Regions from separate parts of the Mustela erminea genome. Here region 1 is linked to region 2. The links are chromatin contacts, called in public Hi-C maps. All regions are on one chromosome and are shown on one strand. The core of a region is the stretch at or near the end of the contact, and the rest is flanking DNA. Distances in the headings are between cores, read along the strand shown. Region 1 holds the start of ACO1 (cytoplasmic aconitate hydratase). Region 2 holds the start of NDUFB6 (NADH dehydrogenase [ubiquinone] 1 beta subcomplex subunit 6).

What was found. Hi-C and Micro-C count contacts between places; a contact is called where the count stands out from the background.
Region 1: a Hi-C map of skeletal muscle shows a contact between it and region 2, with 14 times the contacts expected there. The contact joins the promoter of ACO1 here to the promoter of NDUFB6 in region 2. A contact is called at or near these places in 2 of 3 Hi-C or Micro-C datasets (skeletal muscle and spleen).

What each region holds. Positions count from the first base shown.
Region 1 is chr12:38,287,704-38,291,277 of mMusErm1.Pri, reverse strand. ACO1 (cytoplasmic aconitate hydratase) reads left to right here and starts at 1,664. Exons shown (of 21, transcript XM_032306964.1): 1 at 1,664-1,828.
Region 2 is chr12:38,156,402-38,160,180 of mMusErm1.Pri, reverse strand. NDUFB6 (NADH dehydrogenase [ubiquinone] 1 beta subcomplex subunit 6) reads right to left here and starts at 1,810. Exons shown (of 4, transcript XM_032308898.1): 1 at 1,503-1,810. The coding sequence starts at 1,682.

The sequences.
Region 1 (3,574 bases), core at 415-2,914, 130 kb before region 2:
TAGCGAAAAAAGGTAGGAATATAGGTCTTTCATAAAATTGAAGTGGTGGAATACTGACTCTTAAAAAGTAAGAGATATCTGGATTTTCTTCATGGTTTGGGCCAGTGTTTTATGAATAAATTCCAATTTCCTTTAGAGTTTTGATTTTATCATTTTCTGTTAAGAATTATGTTATCATATTAGATGTCTGCTATCATTGAACATTATCACCCTAACTTCCAAGGGAACTCTGTTATTATTTTTCAGAGTTTGTGGTGGAACTCTGGCATATGGTAGACACTCAGGAAAGTTTGTTCAATGAATGTTCATAAGAAGAACGGGTAAATGTGAATTTAGGAAGCATGTGGGAAGAAAGTCTTCTTCCATATTGGAAATACAGTAAATATCTCATCTTTCAAAGTTAAATATAACCCTTTATATTTAAAAATTAGATGCAGAGCACCTGGCTGGCTCATTGGTCGGGAGTCTGCCTTCGTCAGATCATGATCCCAAGGTCTTCTTGGGATTGAGCCCCACATGGGGCTCCCTGCTCAGCAGGAAGCCTGCTTCTCCCTCTCCCACTCCCCCTGCTTGTGTTCCCTCTCTCTCTCTGTCAGATAAATGCATAAAATCCTTAAAAAAAAAATTAGATGCAATTAGGGGATAGCTGTAGCTTGGAAGACAGGCATGAAGACTGAATCCCAGCTATGGGGCATTCTGTATCTGCAAAATGGGGTAATACTCTTCATTTCACAGGACAGATGGAGGAGTTGAATTAAGTAAGACACGTAAAGATCCAACCATAGGACCCTGCACAGAGGAGCAGTGTGGTAATTAACTGGTAGCAGTGTTAGTGTTAGTATTAGCTATTTGCTATTCGTCCTACAGCCTGTTTATTCAGATGCTCAAGACAGAAAAGTACAGTAATCTTCCATATAAGTTGGCAGAAAAACCTCGCCACTTTCAACCTAAAGGTCTAATCATTTCTTTGTACTTATATTTGCCGAAGAAGGCAACCCCAACCAACCTATCGATTGATAAAAAGCGGATCTTGGGACGAAGGCGCACTCAGTGTCAACTCTCAGCCATTTCTCTGATATCCGACCAGCGAACAGCCTGCATTATAAAGTGTTGTCACACGTTTAAAAAATAATTTTTTTAACACTAGAAACTCTGCATTCATAACCATGGAAACGTTGAAGTCCTATGATGTTAGCGTGATTCTGACGCCCATCTGGTACGTTTTGCAAGGAATTCAGGAGGGAGTAGGCGTAGGGGGTGGACACGAGAAGGTGAAAGGGGGCGAGTCGGTGGGGAGAGGGGTAACGTGACTACAAGTACCAGGGCAGCCAAAGAATAAAGTCTCCACCTTGACCGCCAAGTCGTTTTTTAAAAAGCACAAAAAGAAAATGACTGCATTTCTTCCCCACCCCTTCGGCTCACCACCTAGCGGGAACCGGACAGTCGCACCCTATACCTCAGGGCGAGCGAAAGCCAACCGCGTCCCAGTCTGCGGGCCCGCAGGGGTGGCCCCAGCCGAGCACGTGGCAGCCCGCTTCCTGCAGCCCAGCCCTTAGCCACCGCCCCTCGCCGCGGAGGGCGAGGTCGCCAGAGCCGGGAGGGGCGGGGCAGCCGGGACAGACTCCGCCCCGCCCCCCCCGGCCACGGCCCGGCTGCGCCCGAGCCCGGCGCCCCCCGCTCCGCCCCTGCTCCGCCCACCCGCCGGTGGCCCCGGGGGACGCAGGGGGAGGGGCGCGGAGGCGGCGGCCCCTGGAACAGCGCAGCGCAGGGGAGCGCGCTCTGCACTTGGAGCCTGCCCGCCCGTCAGATCCCGGCTGTGCATTCAGCGGTGAGTACCCGCTCGGCCCGACGGATGTCCCGGGGCGGGAGCGCCCGCCGCCCTGTCCCCGGGGCAGTCGGCGCGAGCCTCTTCCGCGGCGCCCGAGGCTCCCTCCCCGAGAGGGACTGACGTGCGCAGAGCGGCCCGGGGCTGGAGAGAAGCCGGGAAGGCCCAGGGGAGAATCGGGGAGGGGACTAGCTCCGGGGAATCGACCTCTCCGCTGGTCTCCAGCCGGTGCCGCGCGGGCCACAGGATTCAGGGACTGGAAATGGCTTTCCTCGTCCCTCCTCGCCTTGACTGTGCATGCCGCTGGAGAGTCCTCGCCGAGGTTGTGCGGGCCTCAGGGGGAGTCCTCACCCAGGCTCTGCAGGCCGGCCGAACTGGCGAATCCTAACCCGGAGGAGGGTGTGCGGGCCTCGCTGGGGTGTCCTAACCCCAGGAGGGTGTGCGGGCCTCACTAAGGAGTTCCCACCGCGCCCGGGCTTACGGAATAGGGAAATCCTCACTGAGCCGTCAGGTCGGGGAATCCACACCAAATGATAAGGGGCAAATGGGGTGAGGTGGAAGGGTTGGGCACAGAGCCTACCTTCATAGATTCAAGAGATCCCGGAAGGAGCATGGGCTGCCATTCTTAATTGAGCCAGACATCAGAATGGAACATCTTTCTTGCAACACACATAACCCTCCTCACAGGCTTGGGGGCGGGGAGACACAGCCTCTAGGACAGCGGTGCTTAAACTTTTGGGGCGCTCAAAAACCCCTTTACATTCATGAAAATTCCTGTACCAAAGAGCTATTGTTTATGTGGGCTGTGTGTTTTATATTTACCATATATATAAAACAAAATTTACCGTACTTAATAATCCATTTTTTTAAATAGTGGACCTATTATAAATATCCGTATTTTCCAAAACATTATGTTACTGAGAAGAGTGGCATTGTTTTATATTTTTACACATATCTTTGATGTCAGGTTTATTAGAAGGCACCTGGATTCTAATATCTGCTTCTTCATTCAATCTTGCAATATCCCATCATGTTGCTTCTGGAAAACTCTGCTGTATACTCCTGAGCACATGATGGTGAAAAGGACAAATTGCATCTTGGTGTTATAATGAAAGTGGTGATCTTTCAAATAATGATCTTGTGGATACCAGCTCCACGCTTTGAGAACCACTGGTATAGGAAATGCTTTGGAGGCTTAAGTCATTTGTCCTCTCTCTTGCTTGGGTTGCTTGCTCTAAATGGAAACATGCACCACCCCATGCATGGACAATGTTAACCTCTGGAATTTGGGACCAAGCTTGATCTCACTTTGGAAGCTAAGTACTAGGTTCCCACATAAAAGATGATGAACCCCAATAGCCTCCTGAAAACTCAGCAAGGCTCACAGATGGCTTTGGTTGTTACTGTGCCCATAGAGTTGGCCTGTCTGTGTGCCCCGATTGCAGCAGTGATATGGCAGAAAGGACCTGTGGGTTCAGACATTTGGCCACGGGGAGCCCATGCCAAGTGTGTAGGGGTTGGTGTGAAGTTACCAAGTAGTCAAAAAGTCATTTCCAAAAGAACATTGCCTTCCTTTCCTCCATGGTCAATGCTGTTTGTACTTGTGTAGCCTAAGAGCTTATTGAAGTAGTATCAGGATTCCCCAATCTTGGTGCTCTTCCACTTTCCACTTTTAGAGGTGTACCACCTGGACCAGCCCTGCCTCAGCCCCTTCCAGAAAGCCGTGTCCGACGCCCTGGTGTGTGGTGG
Region 2 (3,779 bases), core at 561-3,060:
ATTTTAATCAACTTAGAGTAATCAAACCTACAGAATTTTTCAGGTATAGTCAACCCCCTAATTTATCAATTTCGGATACCCACAATCAATGTCACTTGCACCATTCTAGGTGTAAGGCAGATGACCTTGAGCACACCAAAGCTTGAAAAAGAATGTTTTACATACTGGGATAGGGGTGTACCAAGGTCAGTTTGAGATGCTTTCAGGCACACAATTTTAAAAGAGAAAGGCAAAATAAAACTGAAAACGGAACTTTTTCCGTGGCAGCCAATTTGACTGAAACACATCTATCTTTCCAGGGATAAACTGGTGTTTAGTACATATGATATGTACTATAACAGGTGTTATAGTACATATGATTATGGAAGAAAAACTAACTCAAAGTAAGGAAAAACAGACTAAAATATTTATTTACTTCCTTACATCACTGGCTGATGGCTGGGTCAACTTTCAACCAGCAGCTGCTAAAAACAAGTAATGTCAAGGATACAAAAGGTGAGAAGAGGGCTGAAACCCTCTTTAGGGTTTACCACCCTAAATAAGTGTCTAAGAACACTTGCTCAGAAAAATTTGCACAAGACTTGGCATTACAGTAAGAAAGTAGATCTTGGATCTCAGTGGGAACTCCTTCAATTCCTAGCTCTGTGACCACGGATAACTCACTCAGTTTTTGTAGGTCTCATTAAAATAAGGATTAGGAGTAGTTCTACCTTACAGAAGTAAAGAATTAAAGTAACACATGTCAAACCCTCAGCAAAATGCAGGACAGAAAGTACGTGTGTGTTACTTCATAGTATCATTAGCCAATGTCATACTTATTGAAAACAATTCTGAGATACAGTGTTCATTAAAATTGATGTAATTTAAAGACCTCAAGAAAATGTCCAGAAACCCTGAAAATCAAGATAGCTCTGAAATGAGTGGTTTTCTTCAGTGCAAAATCCAGAAACGGCACTTTTAAATTAAACTGTGTTAAAAGAACATAGTGGTAGTTCAGAAAGGTGGCTCTTGAATATAACTCATTAAGCATACCAATTAAGACCCTATCTTTCATGGTGATCACATGGGGCTGCACGACCAATTAGGGGCTCCCCCTGTCTTCTGGTAGTTGGGTGTACTGTCATTCCCTCTAACCCCAACCTTGAAAAGCAGACAGGTGTCCTTAAACACTAAAATCACAGAATTTTCACTCAAGTGAATCCTTCTGTCAGTCTGTAAAACCTAAGCAAAGACTGGCCCCCTTTTCATCATATCTGACAGCAAAAGGGAATGACTCTCCCAAAGCCATACTTGCTCCTGAACTCCAGGGCTCTGTTGGGACAAGAGAGCGTCCATGCTAAATGTAAATCTCCGTTGAATCCGCTTCTCCCCCAAGGAACTACCGGGACTTGCGGGCCTAGGGATGTCAGTCCTTGGTGCGGCTACAATGAGCAGGCGTCCAGCAGCAGGCCGGAGGTCGCGACGCGGTGTGTGCATCAGAGGGAAGGAAGCCCATCACTCACCACGTTCTTCCAGGAGGTTTGTTCCCGAAACAACGTATTCCAGAATCTCTCCATAGGCGGCATCCGCTGCGAGGGCAGCACCGGCTCCCGGGAGCTCAGCTCCTGGTCTTTTAGCCATCGCCTTCTCAGCTGTTGGAGCTGCTGCAGCCGCAGTTTCTCGTCCGGCGTGTACCCCGACATGTCGCCACTGGTACCAAGGCAGGCCACGGAGCGCCCCTGACCAGGGTCTTGTCACTTAGCAGCGCTCTCCGCTTCCGAGGCGACCTTGCGAGGACGCCTGGGAGCGGCGCGCGGTTATGACGTCATTCCGGTCCTGCCTCCGCACCGCCCGCGATTTCTGCGGAGCCGCTGGGTTTGCGCGTTCTTCCTCCGCCCCGACGAGCCAGGGCTAGGTGGGGGGCGCGTTTTAGTAGAGGGAGAAGAGGGCAAAGTGACGGAAAGAACAAAAGAGGAGAGGTCTGAGGGCCCGAGTGGTGTACTGGGACCTGGGAGGAAAGGATACGTGATCCCAAGACAGTGATGTCCAAATACAAATTATTCACCTCCCTCTCCCACCTCGGTACTCTGCTTCGAAGCCATGACCTAGAGAGCGTGGGGAACGTTTACTTCCCGGTTTAAAACCCGGCGGTATCAGTGACTGATGCAGTGACCTCGGGCAGTCTCTGTTCCTTCATCTGTACTGCGGAGGCTAAACGAGTAGCTAAATATCTCACAGAATTGGACACATTCATGCTTTGACCCAGCAATCCCGCATCGAGGACTCTATCCAAAAGATAAAATGTTAAAAATGTGAAAAGAATGTGCGTGAATATTCACTGCAGAACCATTTACAATAAAACACTGGAAATTAGCCCCCAAATCCTCAAAAGTGGCCTGGCTGAATAAATTATGGTGCAGTGCTCTGTATTACAACTATGGAATGATCTCTAGGATATATTGTTAAGTGTAAAACTAAGTGGAGAGAAGTGCATATAGTATCTACCTTTTATCCAAAAAGAGAAGAGTGGTATTAATTGACATATATATACATGTTTGCTTAGATTTTAAAAATAAAAGAAAGAAAACTATTGCTTTGATTTAAAATGTTACCAATTGGGGGAGAAAGGGAATAGGATAGGGAAACAGGGAAAGAAGCCAGGTGTCTGGATATATTCTATGTAACAGAATTTACTCTAGAACCAGCTAAACATATTATTATAAAGCAAAATTAAATTTACAAAATTTCCTCTAAAAATCAAAAGTAAGAACACATGAATCTAACTGATCTGCTAGGCGGCATAACCAACACCCCGCCAAACATACCATTTCAAGTAAATTTAATACATCAAATTATTGTACATCTATATAGAATGACAAAGGAACTGTCAAAACAATCTTAAACTGTTTTAGGTAATTATATTGTCGGTAGTGGTATTATTCATCTGACACTGAAAATAAACATTTATGCTGGAATTTTTGCAATGGGGGAAAGGAGATACAAATGTAAACTGTATGAGTTCAGAGTTAACTCTAAAATCCTGAACTTGAATTGAAAGACTCAGTAACTGAGTAATTACTTAGTAATTTCAATTACTGAGTAACTCAGTAATTGAAAAACTCCTGATGTATTTTATCTTTAAATATATTTATCATTTTATCTTAGCTCTGCCCATTGAAATGGCCTACAAACAATGGCCAATCCAGTAACTACGAACATCTCTAGCTCCCAGATTGTGACTTAAATATAATTTTCTATTAAAAGGAGTCAGGACTCCTGGGAACAGCGGTTCTCAAACATTTTGCTTCTCAAATTTCTTTAAACTCAAAAGCTATTGAGGGCCCCAAAGAGCTTTTGTGTATATGGGTTATACCTATTGATGTTTACTACATTATACATTAAAATAAATTTTAAAATAACAAAATATCCATTAACAAAAATTATTTAATGAGAAGAGTGCCATCCTTTTACATTTTTGTTAATCTCTTTAACGTCTGGCTTAATAAATGAAAGCATAATTTTTAAAACCTCTTCTACATTCAGTCATAATATCATATACCTGGTAGCCCTTGGGAAACTATATACATTTGTGAGAGACTGAAAATTAAGAAGGGAAAGTAGCATCTTAGTATTAGTATGAAAATCATTTTGGCCTCACAGACCCTATAAAAGCATCACAGGGACTCTCAGGGATTCCCCCATAACACTCTGAGAACCATTGCCATAGAGATATCGCTAATGCCAGGTCTGAATTAATACATGTAAAAGAAACCAGGAACATCTTGCCTAAGCAGAAAGTA